Linked DNA regions of Mus musculus: all the other regions are linked to region 2. Evidence: chromatin contacts called from public Hi-C and capture Hi-C data. All regions are on one chromosome and are shown on one strand. Each heading gives the region's core, a stretch centred on a gene start, on an enhancer-like site or on the middle of the called end of the contact. The rest is flanking DNA. Distances are from core to core; before and after follow the strand shown.

Region 1 (3,294 bases), core at 55-2,554, 72 kb after region 2:
AGCTGGGCAGATTCACTTCCCCAGAGATAGTTTCATACCCAATGATGCTGGTTCTGGATCCAGAAAGACAGTAGAGCCTTGCCACATAGCAACAGGGATGTACTAGAGAGAGGTTTATTTCACTTTAAGGACACATGCCTCTCATTCCACTCTCACAACAAATATCAAAAAATGTGGTGGTTCAGGCCTTTGAGTGCAGCACTGAGGAGGCAGAAGTAGTTGACATCTGTGAGTTCAAGACCAGCTTGCTCTACAAAGAAGATTCCAGGACAGCCAGGGCTACACAGAGAAATCCTGTCTCGAAACCTCCCTCCACCCCAACAAAAAGAAAGAGAAAAGGAAAAAGTGGTTCTGTCCCAGAATTGAAAAATCTGTGACTGCTAGACTGGCTTAATTTCTGATTCATCTGCTAATCCAGGAACATCCAGTGATATGCTAACAGGCTTGTTGGGGTTTATGTAGCTAACATCACTTACCTTAGAGTTCAGAGTCAGCCTTCCTTACACAAATGAGTTATTACAGCTCCACTGAGTTTCCTAGTTATACTGCCAATCTCCCCATGTTTAATTAAGGAACAGCAGAAAAACTCCCAAATTCACCGTTAGTTGGGATGCAGTTACTATAACAAACACTTGAATTAAGGAAACCAAGGGTCTGAGGTTTAAATCAACAACTACAAAACACAACAGAGAGAGGACAGAGCACATGGCCCTCTTACTCCACTGGGACCTGGGGAGAAGATCCAGTGTCTTCAGTCACAAGCCAGGTGTCACTTTAGCTGCTGTTAATAGGAAAAATTTAGTTGGAAGGCACAGCATAGTTAAAGGATATAAGAGGAGAGTCTCCATCATTAAAAACTCATACAGTGATTCAGACTTTTGTCTCCATGGAAACAACATCATCAGCTCTGCCAAGTGTCTCCACTCCAAGTACAAGGACCTAAAAGTAGGGAAAGCCTTTCATTAACTAAGCCAGGCGCCATCTTGTGGTAAGTCTCTTAGCAACGTGGAAGAAGCCACAGACTAAATGTTTCCCAAAATTATCTGTAGTGGACAAAACATCCGGAGCTTTTCCTTCCAACTAAGAACTAAGAAAGAGCCCATAACACTCTTCCGGGGATCTAAGAGTTAGCAGTTGTGATTTCTTCACCCCAAAGTCAGCAATCTTTAGAAAAAAAGGAAGAAAATTTGAGGAAGTAACTCAGCAGTTTTACGAAAGATATTCTTTAAATGACAGTGTACACCCCTTTTATTGGAGAAGCTTCACCCAGCGAGTCAGGGCCTGGGCCCTGTTGCTCCGTTTCCTGTCTGGATGGTTTAAAGGGAAGAGTGTGTTCCACATGTGGTCATGGAAGGTTTTCACACAGCCCCGAAGGGAGCCTGAGCATGTGGATCCTGGTTCCTACTTATTTTGTTTTTCAGAAATTATTAACCAAGGTCATCCCTGTGGATCTTATGAGAACCAGCTGCAGGTGATCCACTCATGTAAGAAAACTTCCCATAACTGACTGCACCAGGGCGACCAGGATCGAAGCTAAGGAAGGTTCCACAGTGCTGTCAGTGGATATCAGTGTTAAGGGTTTGACAGAACACCACACTGGTTAGAGGTGGTGCTAAGCTCTGTATTTTGTGTGGTTACAATACCAACATGCTTGTAGAGAGTGTCATAGACCTAGGCAATGTTAGTATTTTATTACCTCACCCAGCCTCACAGCAGACAGACTCTCAAATTCACCATTAGTTGGGATGCAGTTGCCATAACAAACACCTGAAACCACCACTACCTTACAAAGAAAAGGCTTGGATCATAGATTTGATGTTCTTGTCCAGGACAATTGTGCCTATAGCTTTGGACCTCCAGTAAGGTACCACATCAAGGTGAAAGTGTGTGGTAGAGCTAAGTAACTCTCCCTAGGACTAGCACATAAGAGAGAGAAGCCAGGATTTCCCAGCCCCCTTCAAGGGCAGTAATCTAATGTTCTGAGGCATTGCACTAGGCCCAATCTCTTAAAGTTTCTGCCACCTCCCAATAGTGCCCAGTGGGGACCAGGATTCTATAAGCATGTCTAACCTGTAGGTCTGCACAAATTTAGAAATTTAGTTAAAGCATTAAGGGGTGTGTGTGTGTGTGTGTGTGTGTGTGTGTGTGTGTGTGTGTGAATGTGGAGGCCTGAGGAAAACCCGAACTGTCATTCTTCAGATGCCTTCCCCCTCTTGTTTGTTGAAACAGGCTTTCTCATTGGTTTGATAGACATCAAGTAGGTTATACTGACTGGGCACTGAGGCACAGGAATCCATCTTTCTCTGCCTCCCTGGTACACACCACTGTGTCCAGTTTGTGTGTGTGTGTGTGTGTTCCACATATTCTTTTATTTTTATTTCATTACATTTCATTTTTTACTTATTCACTTTACATCCCACTCACTGCCCCTCCCTCCCCATCACACCCTCCACAACCCATCCCCATCCCCTGTCCCCTTCTCCTCTGAGTGGGTGGGGTCCTCCTCAGGTGTCCCCCACCTTGCATGCCCAGTTTTTAAATGTAAATTTTGAGAGAGTGAACACAGACCCTCATGCTATTGATGCAAAGCATTTCTGCAGTTTTTCACCTCAGTCTCAAGACTTTTTGTAATTTTTTTTTTTTTGGTAATTTGCACTTTTTTTTCAAGCATGACCTTTGTAGATAATATTGTTACTTCATGCCTGCAACATACGAACCTTTTACAGTTTTGCAGAAGAACATTGACTAGCACAAGACTCACAGGCTTTTCCTTCCTGTTTGTATGAGGGGTGGACTTAAGGGACATTCACCAGACAAGCTATAGCATTGCAATAGAGAGCTTGCAAAATAACACAACTTCCCCACTAAAGCTTTGCAAGTCCTTCTTGTCCTTCACAGAGTCAAGTACATGGAAGATACTCAAAGGAGGTTTGAGGCTGTCTGGCAGTTGACGTATCTCATACTGATGAACAGAAGAAGCTAAGGTCCAGACCACAGTGTCATTGAATAATCACTTGCTTGGTTGTATTACAGAAAGTTTAATCAGAATTCTTATCCCAACTCCATGCATTCTGTTCTTCAGAGTAAGAGGTAACAATTGTCAACTACCCACTGACATGCACCCAATGTGAAGATGGCTTTGTAGAGCCCACAGGATGACAGAGGAAACAGAGCAAAGCTTTTGTATGATCCCAAATCAACTTCCAGGGAGAGATTCGGGGAGTACCTGAGAGTAAGTGATGTCTGGGTCAGGAGAGCATCTGACTTTAGCTATCTGAAAGCTAGAGAAGTATA
Region 2 (3,390 bases), core at 473-2,972:
CCTTCCACACTATGGAGCTAAGAGCTGCTTTCAAGTCCTAAAGTATATCCTAAATTTATTTCTCCCACAACTCATCTTTCTCTGCACAGTCAAGGAATTGAGGCAAAACCCATGGATTAAAACTTCCCACTGGCTAATCTTAACAGAGTAATCCACAGCTGGAAAACAGCAGTGATTGAAAGATCCAGAAGAAGAAGACGGGAGAGGAGATTCTCAATGGCTAATCAGCAGAAAAAGCATTCAGGAAAGCAGGTTCCTCCAGTGACCACAGAGGAACTTGCACTGCTTAGGAAACTCTGCAGTGCTGGGTGTTCCATGCATTTGGGGAGGAGGGCGGAATGAAGAAGCAATGAGTGTAAGAACATGTGTGTCTGTGTGGAAAGGGCTTTGGGTAACAAATTCCAGAGAAAATTGCACAGAAGAACAAAACAACTGCTGGGGACACAGAGCTCAGTTTCAGAGCATCTAATAGGATGCATAAGGTCTGGGTTCAGTTACAGGGAGGGAAGAAGTGGGGAGGAAGAAGGAAGGAAGGAAGGAAGGAAGGAAGGGAGGGAGGGAGGGAGGGAGGGAGAAAGAAAGAAAGAAAGAAAGAAAGAAAGAAAGAAAGAAAGAAAGAAAGAAAGAAAGAAAGAAAGAAAGAAAGAAAGAAAGAAAGGAAGGAAGGAAGGAAGGAAGGAAGGAAGGAAGAAAGAGGAGGAGAGAGGGAAGGAGAGAAGATAAGAGAAAGAAAGGGACAGAAAGGAAGACAGGCAGGCAGACACGGTGGTACACACTGTAACCTCTCTGCTGGCAGGGTAGAAACAGGAGCACTCCTGAGATTCACTGGGCTAGCCAAGCCTAGACTATCTGGCAAGTTCTAGGCCAATAAGAGACCCTATCTCAAAACAAGCAAACAACAACAACAAAAAAAAAAAAAAAAAAAAACCTAAGTGGACAGCTTCTAGAACCACACTTAGAGTTGATCTTTAGCTTCTACATATGAGCAACATATATGAGCAAACACACACACATGACAACTGACCCTCACTAGTGTGAGTCTAAGTTTGAAGGAACATAGGTGGCAAAGACCACAGGATGCTTCACATAGCCACAGAACTCAAGGGAAGGGACCAGAGAGCTACTGTGGCCTTTCTTTCATCTGAACTATCTGAGCAACTGGAGGGAGCCATAGACTGACTGGTGATTGCAATTGGGACCCAACATATTCCTCACTATGATGACAGAGCGCAGCCATCCCGGGCCAGAGAGATAACATGCAGGAGTCTCCTAGCATTGCTCACCCCAGGGACACTTAGAAACTGTTGAGTGGATGAGTGATTGACTGCTCCCACCATGACTAGTCGACCTCCTCCCTGCCGTAACCACGTGACCACCACCCCTTAACTCCAGCCCTACGGCTATGAGATGTCAGTATCTCTTCCTCACTCTTTCTCCAGGCTCGTTGCAACAAAAGCAACACTCTGACAACGATTTCTAAAGGGCTCTTGTGTCGAGTAACAAGGATTGTCAACTCGATAGGATGTAAAATCAACTAAAGACAAGCCTCCAGGCATGACTGGCTTAAGTGAGGGAGAAAGATTCCTGTGGGTGGCACCAGTTCATGAGCTGGGTATCTGGAATGCTTAAGAAGAAAAACAACAGACAGCACTTCCCCACCCCCTCTCCTTCCTAATGGCTGACCAGCTAGCTTATACTTATGCATGTCTGTCATGACTTCCCCCATCATGATCTACTGTGATGTAAAACACATCCTTCCTCCATTAAGTCACTTTTGACAGGAACAAGAGAAATAAGCAAAAGATCTTTAATGCTTGCTTTCTTGTTCTTGGAAACATGCTATCTGTCCCAGGAAGGAATCAAGGTCTCCCCACTGAGAGTAATCAAACGATGGAGTCTAGCACCCACCTGCTCAAAGCTCAAGTTTGTGTTCTTCACTTTGTCCTCATAATACGAATCATGTCTACATCCCTCAATTTTTCTCTTCTTTCTTTCTTTTTTTTTTTCTTGTGATAAGATCCTCACCATAAGCTGGAAAGATAGTACACTGTTATCTTCAGGTCATCATGAAGAAACAAAAACTCTGGGCTTTGAGGAGTTTGGGATGAAGCCCACTTAGCAGAATGCTTGCCTGTCGTGCTCAAACTTTGGTTTGGTCCCCAGCGCTACGTAAGCAGGGCATGGTGGTGTGTACCTCTAAATCCAGTCTTAGGGAGATAGAGGAGGACCGAGTTCAAGGTCATCCTCAGCTTCGGCTACAAACTGAGTCTAAGGTCATCCTGAGCTACATGTGAGCTTGTCTCAAAAAATGCAGGGCAAGAGAGGACAGTAAAACAGCTCAGTGGGTGTCCAGAGGTGCCTGCTTCCAAGCATGACTGCCTGAGTTTAAGCCCCATGACCCACAACATCAAGGAAATAGCCAGCTCCTGAAAGTTGTCCTCTGACCTCCACTGTACATGCATGCATGCATGCATACATACATACATACATACATACATGTAATAAAAATTTTAAGACAAAATGTTTAAAGATTAATTTAAAAAGCAATTCGGGTGCTATGACTCAGTCACAGCCTCCCTCATAGCTCTAAGTGGCACAGCTGGAATTAGAATGTCATCCATCCAATCGGAGACCACGTTGCCCTGATTCTATTCATCGTTCCCATTCCTATCAAGCATTTAAGCATTTACTAAGGACACTGGCATTCCATCTGAGCCAGGTTCTGTCCATGGGTAAGGCCTGCCCCGGGGGACCCACCTCAGCACAGTAGCATAGGGACCCAATATGCCCCACCCTCAGCTCTGCCTGCCTCGCTGATAGGGACACATGACCTGTGATCCACAACACAGCACAGCGGAAGGAAAGCAGGCAGAGGGAGCAAAAGGACTATCCACTCCACGCAGCATTTCTCAGCAGCCCATCACATCCACAGGAGAATTCACACCTGCAACGTGAAGCCCAAGGCCACAAGCGTGTGAAAGCAAGGACCAAGGCAAAGCCCACAAAACAGCCTGCACTCTAGGAACCATGACTGCACCAGAGCTGCATTTGTGCTTCCCAACATTCAGTGTCTACACCCACAAGGCACGGCAAGAAAAATCTCAGCCAAAGAGCTACGGACCTGGGTGTTGTCAGGTTTCTTCATGGAACCTTGGACAGGTCACTTGATCGCCAGGCTCCTGGTTTTACAGCCTATATAAGAAGATTGCTGGGGGACTTGTTCTCCATGCCCTAAGAAAGACACCACCATCTAATTGCAAGATGCGATGATTCCAAAAATCCTCTCAAGGAAGTGTACCAGTCAGCTTTCTGTCACTATAACAAAGACTAGAGACCAAGAGAAGGGGTCTCCTTGGGCTCAGTTTTGGCAGTACGGGGCCGATAGCCCTG
Region 3 (3,268 bases), core at 270-2,769, 93 kb before region 2:
TGAGTCTTGCAGGTCTAAGACCAAAGAAGCACGAAAGCGCCGGGAGGAGCGCCTCCAGGCCAAGAAGGAAGAGATCATCAAGACGCGCTGTCCAAGGAGGAAGAGACCAAGAAATAAAGCTTGCCTTGTGTCTGTACATAGCGGCCTGGCTGTGGCCTCACGTGGATCAGTCATTAAGATAAAACAAGCCTTTGTCCGTTGCCCTCTTTAAAAAAAAAAAAAAAGAAAAAAGGAAAATTCAACATAAATTTAATTACACGCTTAACAACTGAGGTATGTTACTGATGCTACACTTATCAATAACCCTTAAATAATACAGAAATGCTTAAGATACCAGACATGTAAAGGAATATTTAAGAGGGGAAAATACCTTACCTACAATAGGTGAGCATGAATACTTCATATTAAATTCTTACCTGACAGCGAGAGATACTCCCAGACTCTCGTCCTCCCTGCATTCTATCAGCACAACAGAGTTCAGCATTTTCATCTTTTCAGAACATGCTAAAACACCCTCAAGAAACCATTCCGAAATTCCACATTTCCAACAGTGATAAATATTTTTGCTGCACTTACTAGAAAATGGCCTTTGGTTTTAAATGGTAAACATTTTTTTAAACTCAAAAGAATAGACTCACTGAAAGACAAGTGTCTTAGAGCATTAAAAAGGGAATCTATCGTTTGAAGAAATTGGAAATATCCCCTGATATGTTTGTCATTCTAGAGAGTTCTAAAACTGATGCCATTACATCTGACAACATCGTAAGGTCATCTGGAGGCAGGACAATTAGAAGAAGAAAAAGTATGTGCTAGCATCTGAGGTTTTAGTAAACAAACAAGTTGAGGATGGGAAAGGAAGGAGAGGGGATGAAAGGGAAGAAAGACAGAGAGTTAGTGGTGGGCTGAAGTGAACTGCTAATGCTTGCTTTATAATTCACTTAAGAGGCAGGGACGCTCAGCAGTGAAGAGTGCCTGGTGCTCCTGCAGAGGCCCTGGGTCCGAGTCCCAGCTCGCAGATGACAGCTCACAACCTTCTGGAACTCTGTATCTAGGAGACCCAGTGCCACTTCTGACTTCCATGGACACCAGGCATGCCTGTGGCGCACATACAAACAGGCAGGCAAAATGTTTACACACATAATATAATAAGCTCTTTAAAATCAAAGAGACTAGAATCTAAGCTTATATAGACCCACAAACGCCTAGATTCATTTTTCTATTGAAATTATTTTGGACATAAATAAGGTTTTCCATAAGTCAGAGCCCTCCTACTGGACTCATCCCTACCCTGTCTTTAACATTTATTCTATTACTAGGTCTCAATTCATATCAATGAGATAGTTCTTAATTAGCCAAAGCAAGAAAAGTGAAAGCCACAGGAAAATTCAAGGGAAGGAAGGCTGGAAATAAACACAGGGGCACGTACGTGGCTTTATGGGCACAGGAAGAAGGGGAGAGAGAGGGCAGCCACACCCCTCCCTGTGGACCTATGATTTTCTTGCAGAGAATGTGTGCGTGTACACATACCATATTTATATTACAAATTAGAGTGTACTCAAGCCCCCCCCCACACACACACACACTAGCATGTACACACCAGCTGATAAGGAAGTGACTCAAAACTAAGCTGCATACAGGAATAAACTCAGAGAAGCTTGGCTCGGGATCCGACATTTTCCAGTACTAATCCCCAACAGGTAATCTGGCTCTATAATGAAATTTAAGCTTCTTCTAGTATTTATCTTCATCAGATGTACCATACTATAAATGGCTGAGATTCCGTCTTGTCAGGAACAGCACGATACCTTCTAGGCCTGTGACACATGACCTTGCCAGGGTCCCCATTGCTCCTCCTAGATTCTACAGCACTATCTCTCTCCCCCCTGACTAGGAGGCCCGAAATAAACCGGAGGCCTCAAGTCCCATGATCAGTATCATAGGCGATTCTTCCAGCTCCCCAACTGTCTTACTTCCTCATGCTGTGCAAACCTGCAATCCTCACATTGTAAATCAATGTGCATTTTCCATTTATCTTCCTAGAGCTTAGATTCTGAAGACACAACATGAATAGATTGTCACCTCACCATGCAGGAGCCCAGCTGACACCCAGCTGTTCCTACCCCATCCCCAACAGGCAACTTAAAACCTATTCTATCAGGAGTATGAAGGAAAAGGGAAAAGATTTAAAATACATGCACCTCCCACCCCCAACACACACATCACACACATCACACACACACGCACTCACCCATGCTGTACACACTCATACACACACAGACATTCCAGACATTGTCAATATATCACTGAGGATTTAGTTCACTCACAAGAGAGCATGAACGAGACCCTGGGCTTGATCTCTAACATGGAGAAATAACTAAATAAATAAATAAATAAATAAATAAATAAATAAATAAATAGGGATTCACAGGAAAGTTGACAGGACAGGTACACTTCTACGCCATAAGGTATAATTAATCTTTTTACTTTCGCTCAAGAACTCATCATCTGTTTATCTTTTATTGTTGTTTTTCTTTGATTTTGTTTTTGAGACAGATGCTCACTCTATAGGCCTCAATGGCTTGGAATTCACTGGGTGGCCTTATATTTCAGGCTGACCTCAAACTCACTCCAGGCCTCCTTGCCTCGGTCTCCCAGATGCTAGGATTACAGCATGAATCACTATACCCGGGTCCTCTGTTTATCTCCGCACAGCTGTCACTTGTCCCTGTCCTCTACTCTGCCAAAGAGACACAGTAAACTCTATTCACAAGATAAAATACAAAAGAAAGTCCCTTCTCAGCCGCCATACAACGGGAGGCCTGAAGTTACACAGGAACAGGGATGTATGGAGAAATGGCTCGCTCTGTAGGTAGGAATATGTGCTGTGCAAGCAGGAAGACCTGAGTTTACATTTGCAGCACCTATGTAAAAATCCAGGCCTGGCTGCAGGTACCCATAACCTGTGCACTGGAAGGTGGAGACGGGGAGACCCTGGAAGCTCTCTAGCCAGCCAGCCAGTGCAGTCAGAGCTGGGAGCTTCTGCTCAGTGAGAGGCCCTGCCTCAAAAGAATAAGGTGGCGACAAATAAGCAAGCACCGGATGTCCTCCTCCATCCTCCCATGTTCCCAGCTGCAGGTGGGTAGCCTGGCGGCACCAGCTGCATCTTCTCCAAGGTCACCAAGAGCATCTTCCTCTATAGTCTTCAGTTTAGCATCCTCGGCCCTCACTGCGATCATCTGGCCAGCTCTGCTGCCACCTCTTACTGGGG

What was found. A called contact is a pair of places that touch in the nucleus more often than the background predicts. Capture Hi-C pulls out chosen DNA fragments and counts their contacts.
Region 1: a contact with region 2 is called in a capture Hi-C map of bone marrow-derived macrophages, with 3 times the contacts expected there. The contact joins two enhancer-like sites. A contact is called at or near these places in 10 of 39 promoter capture datasets (the 3T3-L1 cell line, 3T3-L1-derived adipocytes, embryonic stem cells and 5 more), 1 of 15 datasets of contacts at CTCF or cohesin (the NIH/3T3 cell line), 3 of 484 Hi-C or Micro-C datasets (erythroblasts, granulocytes and uterus), 1 of 115 datasets of contacts at active chromatin or transcription factors (embryonic stem cells) and 1 of 9 other capture datasets (bone marrow-derived macrophages).
Region 3: a Hi-C map of bone marrow-derived macrophages shows a contact between it and region 2, with 2.2 times the contacts expected there. The contact joins two enhancer-like sites. A contact is called at or near these places in 5 of 39 promoter capture datasets (the 3T3-L1 cell line, the HPC-7 cell line, cranial neural crest and 2 more), 7 of 484 Hi-C or Micro-C datasets (bone marrow-derived macrophages, cerebral cortex, lens fibers and 3 more) and 5 of 115 datasets of contacts at active chromatin or transcription factors (the NIH/3T3 cell line, bone marrow-derived macrophages, effector CD8 T cells and 2 more).

The regions. Positions count from the first base shown.
Region 1 is chr2:5,769,862-5,773,155 of GRCm38.p6, forward strand. No RefSeq gene overlaps it. Among named protein-coding and RNA genes, the nearest start is that of Gm29857, 44 kb to the left of the region's middle. Within about 2 kb of position 1,305, at least 74 of the 459 cell types and tissues checked have an H3K27ac peak or open chromatin away from gene starts, as enhancers often do. A contact at or near this core is called in bone marrow-derived macrophages, where this site is marked.
Region 2 is chr2:5,697,114-5,700,503 of GRCm38.p6, forward strand. All of the region lies in intron 1 of Camk1d (calcium/calmodulin-dependent protein kinase ID), which reads right to left. Among named protein-coding and RNA genes, the nearest start is that of Camk1d, 16 kb to the right of the region's middle. Within about 2 kb of position 1,723, at least 18 of the 459 cell types and tissues checked have an H3K27ac peak or open chromatin away from gene starts, as enhancers often do. A contact at or near this core is called in bone marrow-derived macrophages, where this site is marked.
Region 3 is chr2:5,604,047-5,607,314 of GRCm38.p6, forward strand. The region is part of intron 1 of Camk1d (calcium/calmodulin-dependent protein kinase ID); the gene reads right to left. It also overlaps the pseudogene Gm13216. Among named protein-coding and RNA genes, the nearest start is that of Camk1d, 110 kb to the right of the region's middle. Within about 2 kb of position 1,520, at least 5 of the 459 cell types and tissues checked have an H3K27ac peak or open chromatin away from gene starts, as enhancers often do. A contact at or near this core is called in bone marrow-derived macrophages, where this site is marked.